Regions from separate parts of the Mus musculus genome. Here region 1 is linked to region 2. Evidence: chromatin contacts called from public Hi-C data. All regions are on one chromosome and are shown on one strand. Each heading gives the region's core, a stretch centred on a gene start, on an enhancer-like site or on the middle of the called end of the contact. The rest is flanking DNA. Distances are from core to core; before and after follow the strand shown. Region 1 has its middle 58 kb from the start of Gm26239. Region 2 overlaps Ntn4 (netrin 4).

Evidence for each region. Hi-C and Micro-C count contacts between places; a contact is called where the count stands out from the background.
Region 1: a Hi-C map of muscle stem cells shows a contact between it and region 2, with 2.0 times the contacts expected there. The contact joins two enhancer-like sites. A contact is called at or near these places in 10 of 484 Hi-C or Micro-C datasets (3T3-L1-derived adipocytes, the C2C12 cell line, LSK cells and 6 more) and 2 of 115 datasets of contacts at active chromatin or transcription factors (extraembryonic endoderm stem cells and heart atrium).

The regions. Positions count from the first base shown.
Region 1 is chr10:93,747,842-93,750,696 of GRCm38.p6, forward strand. No RefSeq gene overlaps it. Among named protein-coding and RNA genes, the nearest start is that of Gm26239, 58 kb to the right of the region's middle. Within about 2 kb of position 1,545, at least 35 of the 459 cell types and tissues checked have an H3K27ac peak or open chromatin away from gene starts, as enhancers often do. A contact at or near this core is called in muscle stem cells, where this site is marked.
Region 2 is chr10:93,660,469-93,663,170 of GRCm38.p6, forward strand. The region is part of intron 2 of Ntn4 (netrin 4); the gene reads left to right. Among named protein-coding and RNA genes, the nearest start is that of Ntn4, 21 kb to the left of the region's middle. Within about 2 kb of position 1,398, at least 62 of the 459 cell types and tissues checked have an H3K27ac peak or open chromatin away from gene starts, as enhancers often do. A contact at or near this core is called in muscle stem cells, where this site is marked.

The sequences.
Region 1 (2,855 bases), core at 295-2,794, 88 kb after region 2:
TTTACAATTCTCAGGCAACTTATACAACATATTGTGTACTATATCATACCCATACAATATAGTTTGAGAGCGTTGGATAAAGGATTTTCCATTTCACTTAAAATACTGCCTTTTAAAAAGAACAGCGGATACGGTGCCCATTTAAAAAAAAATAGAACATGAAACTTGAAACATCAAGTAGGTAAAAAAAGAACTTCAGAACAAGCATAGCATCATCCCCCAATCTAAGGGCACGGTTATCGATTGTATACTGCCTTAAGACTTCTGGAAGGCATCCTAGCAATGTGTGTCCTTCTAGGCGACAAAGGTTTCTCCTTTATATACACCCCACTACTTGACTTGCTTCCACTGAGCGTGGGCTGGGTTTGCCTTCACCCTTCCCAACATTTAAAATTCAGCTGGTGGTTTGTTCTTTTTTTTTTTTTTTTTTAATACAATGGAGTAAAATCATGCCTAACAGTTTAATCTTATCTAATTTGCCTAATTGTTTGGGCTTTAATATGTTTTTCATTTCTGTTGACACTTTGGACCCCAAGTGTCCCCAGGCCTAAGACCCACATGCTAAAGGCTTGGTCATCGACCCCGGTGGAACTTTAGGAGGTGAGGCAGGAAGAGAGGTGCCCTTGGGGATTGTGGGGGACGCTTGGGAACAGCTCCTTCTTTCCTGGACCTCTCTGCTTTCTGGCCACCATGACTTGAGGTGTTTTGTTCTTCTGCACCCCTGCCATGATGTTGTACTTCAGCACAGATCCAAGTGACCATAGATTGGAACTTCTGTTACTCTAAACCCTTCCTCCTTTAAGGTATTTCTCTCAGGTATTTGCCACGACAGCAAGCTGACTGGTACAGATCCTCTGTGACTAGAATTTCCCTTCTTACAGTTGCTCTTTAAGGCACATTTCTTGCAACATTAGAAAGAAATCTTTAGGAGCTGGAGAGATGGCTCAGCGGTTAAGAGCACTGACTGTTCTTTCAGGGGACCTGGGTTCAAATCCCAGCACCCACATAGCAGCTAATAACTGTCTGTAATTCCAATACCGGACACCCTCACACAGATATACATGCAGACAAAACACTGAGGCACATAAAATAAAAGCAAGTAAATTACTTTTAAGAAGAAATCTTTGATATAAGGATTTCTTAGTATCTTGATCCTGAAATCATTTGCAGTCTCTCCTCTGCTGCATCCAACATCCTCCGAGCATCCTTTGGTCCAAAGTGGGGAGTGGTGATGTCAGATGAGGACAGTTTTGGAGAAGAAATGGGGGAAAGAACTCTTGTTTTCCTCCCCACTCCATCCCATCCCCCCAACTACTGCCCTGATTCTGTATGTTTGCTCTCTTCTGAGCATTTTACAAAATAACTACCACCTCGATACCGAGTCAACAGACCCAATAAAACTTCCATCTATGGCCACATATGAAGCCAAGCACATCCTTCAGGAGCTGCTGGGAAAGTTTACGCCCCTAGAGCTTTCTTGCCTGTACCTCTGGGCTTAATTAGTCAGCCAGCCCTTAAGCAATCTCCACATACCTATCCTCGTGATGTGCCTGAGGTCAACACAGTCTGCGCCCTCTTCTGACATCATTTTCCCTGCAGAGGAATGTTGCTAATATTTAGTATTTGATGCAATGGAAAGTCTCGATAATAGGATAATCTTTTAATAGTGTCCGTGAAATGAGGTCAAATCTGTGGGGATGTGGCCGTGAGTCAAGAGGCGCCGTCCATCTGGCTGTCTTAAGCAAACAGCAAGTCCTAGTATGGGTAAACAGTTCTTTGGGACACTTTACGTTCTTGCAAAACAAATCCTTTTCAAGGAAAAAAAAAATGGTCAGAGATGGCACTCTGAAGGGTGGGAAAAAGAGACCTTGAAAATGTCTTGTGGTGGCCACCCCTCGGCCACACCCCTGGAATGCCTGAGAATAAGGGTGAGCACCCGTTGGCCTCTGGTCAGAGGTCCCAAGACCACACGGATTTTGTAGTCATTGTTTAGATGATAAAGCCGTCTTCTAATGTAACCTTATCAGAGAGCCAGTGTTACAACTTATTTCCCACAGTTTGGAAGGAAAATATTTATGAGCAGCTTCAATTTTGCAAGGGAGATCGGTATGATAAGAATGGAACCGAGGGGAAGGAGTGTGCCTCGCATGACTGATAGCTTGTTTTTAATCGTTTTCTTGGGGAAGGATGTGTCTGGATGTACTTTCTCAAGCATGATGCCCCGAACCAAGCACTGCAGCCAAGACACGTAAATGTTTCTGTACTATTCAAACGTGAATGACTGTGCCTGACACCTATAATCTTTTAAATGATAAATGCTCAGGTTTCTAGTGTTCACACACGCTGAATAACTAAAAATGCAGAGAGAGAAAAACAGAAATACGTGCTGGATCAAACACTTATTTTTGAAATGTGAGATTGCTCATTGCCATCAGAGCAAGGGATACCGAGACACAGCAGAACAGTTGCTTAGAACACCTTAGTGGCCCTGGATTTGATAAGTTATGGTTTTATTTTATTTTATTTTATTTTATTTATTGTCAGAACAGGAGGAAATAGCAGCCAGATAAAAAAATCTTGCTTTCCAAGAGAAAAAAAAAAAACAACTTCCACTAGCAAAATTTTCACAGGCTCAGCACAGCAATCTGCTGAGAACTCCTGGGTGCCACCAGGAGTAGAGAATAAAGCCTGGTCACTCCAGTTCAGTGTGGGGGTGCAGTGTGGGGGTGCACCTCTTTAATCCCAGCACCTGGCAGGCAGAAGCAGGAGGATCTCTGTGAGTTCGAGGCCAGCCAGGGCTACATAGAGAGATTCTATATCAAAGTGGGAGGGGCAATAAAAACTAAAAATAACAA
Region 2 (2,702 bases), core at 148-2,647:
ACATCTATGTATCTGTGTATTTAAGGACTTCATAGTCTAATGGAGAGTTTTAACTCCTGTCTCTCTCTCTTTTTAAAATTTAATTTCTTTTTCTTTTTTACTTATTCACTTAACATCCCCCTCACTGTCCCCCATTCCAATCACCTCCTCCTACAATCCTTCCCCCATCCCTCTTCCCCTTCTCCTCTGAGCTGGCGAGTGCCCCCTTGGGTATTCCCCCCAACCTGGCACTTCAAGTCTCTGCAAGGCTAGGTGCTTCCTCTCCCACTGAAGCCAGATAAGGCAACCCAGCTAGAAGAACATATCTCACATACAGTTAAGAGCTCTTGGGATAGCCCCTGTTCCAGTTGTTTGGACCCACAGGAAGATAAGCTGCTCATCTGGTACATATGTGTGGGGAGACCTAGGTCCATCCTGTGTATGTCCTTTGGTTGGTGGTTCAGAGTCTGAGAGGCCCAAGGGTCCAGGTTACTTGAAGCTCTTGGTCTTTCTGTGGAGCTCCTACCCCCCTTTTAGGACCTACACTCCTTCCTTCTATTCTTCCATAAGAGTCCCCAAGTCCACTGTTTGGCTGTAGGTCTCTACATCTGTCTGTAACTCATATCTCTTAAGAATAGATAATAATTGGAAGGTGGGGAAGGGAATCCTGCGGGAAAATACCTATAGAAAGTCACCTCTCTGACTAGCTGGAGACTCTGGAGTGCTGGTTGGCAGGAAGGGAGAGGGGAAGATGAAGTTGACCTTAGAGGCTCAGGGTCTAATTTTTCAGGACTTGATCCTGGAGATTCAACAGCAGCCCTGGGTTAGGGTAACATAGTCAGAGCTATTAAGAAAGAAAACTCAGGCATCAGCCTGAAAACAAAAACAAAAACAAAGACAACAACAACAACAAAACCCTTGAGCAAAATTTAAAAGATTAACTTCAGTAGTGACACATATAAATTCCTCTGTTCACAACTCAGCCCTACCACCATCAGCGCAGAGGTGTGGCTGACTTATCAGCCATTCATGTGAAAAGAAAAAGAAAAGAAAAAAAAAAAAACCCTGAGGGTTTTAGTTGACTGTGATTTCAGTGTGAATCATCAACATATTGTGACTGCCAAAAAACCTGAATGCAATCTTAGGCCACATTTGCAGAAGAGCTGCGTTCCAAGAGACGGAGAGGATAGTCCTCTGCCTCCCTCGTCAGAGAGCGGCTAGAATATTATGCTCAGGTCAAGATTTTCCTATTTAGAGAAAGTTGGGCAGAAGAAATGAGAGCAATTAGAGAACCCTTGTTATATAATAAACAATTAACTTGGGATATTTCGCCTTGGAGAGGATTTATGGATGTTCAGGGATTGCTAACATTCTTGGGATATTTGAAGAGGGATTAAATGGACTCTGATGCTTTCAGAAGGCAGGGGTATGACCAAAGAGAGACTTTCTAAAAACCTAAATATATCCAGAGTCTGAACAAACTCTTCAGTCTCTTGTGCCAGGGAATGTTTCAAAAAAAAAAAAAAAAAAAAAAGTCTGAGGATCCGCAGTGGGAAGCTTATGTGCAGAGCTGGTAGTCTCGGGACCTCTGGCACTGTCCCCTCCTCTGGCACTGTCCCCTCCAACTCTGAACACACTCATTTCGATTTAGGGAATTCTTTACATCCACCTTGTTGAAGATCAGAGGGCTGTGGCTGGCACTGTGGAACAGTGCAGAGCCTGGTAAGCCCCGTGACAGCTGAGCAGCTGCCCTCTGCTTTGGTGTACACGATCATGGGAGATCTCGTGTTTTTCTGCCATGGAAGGAATAGCCCTGCTTCTTAACCATTAACCACAAGGAAGTCATTTCACAACCAGGGGAAGGGAAAGAAGACAATGAGAATGAGTCCCTGCTATCTGGGTCTTTGCTTTGTACCAATGAAAGACATTTCATCTACATGTTATAATAGGGCCAGCTGCATATGGCCATTTGAGAGTGGATTGGAGCACCCCACCCCCAAATCTGGGCTATGCTAATGTACTGTAAATTCTAACCTTTACATCAGCTGGCCAATTCTATTGCTGTCCCTCCAGATAAAACTCTGTCATCTCTCACTCCAGTGGAGCCTAAGTAGCTGTCATGTCCTTATTCAGGGGACTTTCAGGTCTTCATTTATAAACTGGGTCAGTGTAAGAAAGACTCAGATAAGGCACATGTAAATGTGTTTATAAATGGCAGAGGACTGTATAAATACCATTAACACATCTCTATCACATTACTAATGAAGAAGACATTTTCAGCCACTTCATTTAGTGACCAGATATTTGGTTCTAGGAACACAGTAAGGAACAGAATAAAGTCCACTTCTACCAACCAAACAATAGATGTAAATAGACTTTTCTTTTTAAAACTTATTTTTATTTCATGAGAATAAGTGTTTGCCTGAATATTATGTCTTTACACCACAGTTGTGAGTATCATGTGGGTTTTGGTAATTGAACCCAGGACCTCTTGAAGAGCAGCCAGTACTCCTAACTACTGAGTCATCTCTCTAGCTCCCTAGATGGGCTCCTTTAGAACAACAATCAGGTGTAAATTAGGGACTTCTTGTAGTAACTTTGAGTATTTGTCAATGTTTCCTAGATCATCGAGGACTTAGCATTTTTACTTAGTGCTTTTAGAGAGACATTTAGTTGAAAACAAAAATCAGTCTTGGTTATATAATAACAGATAAATGAATTAT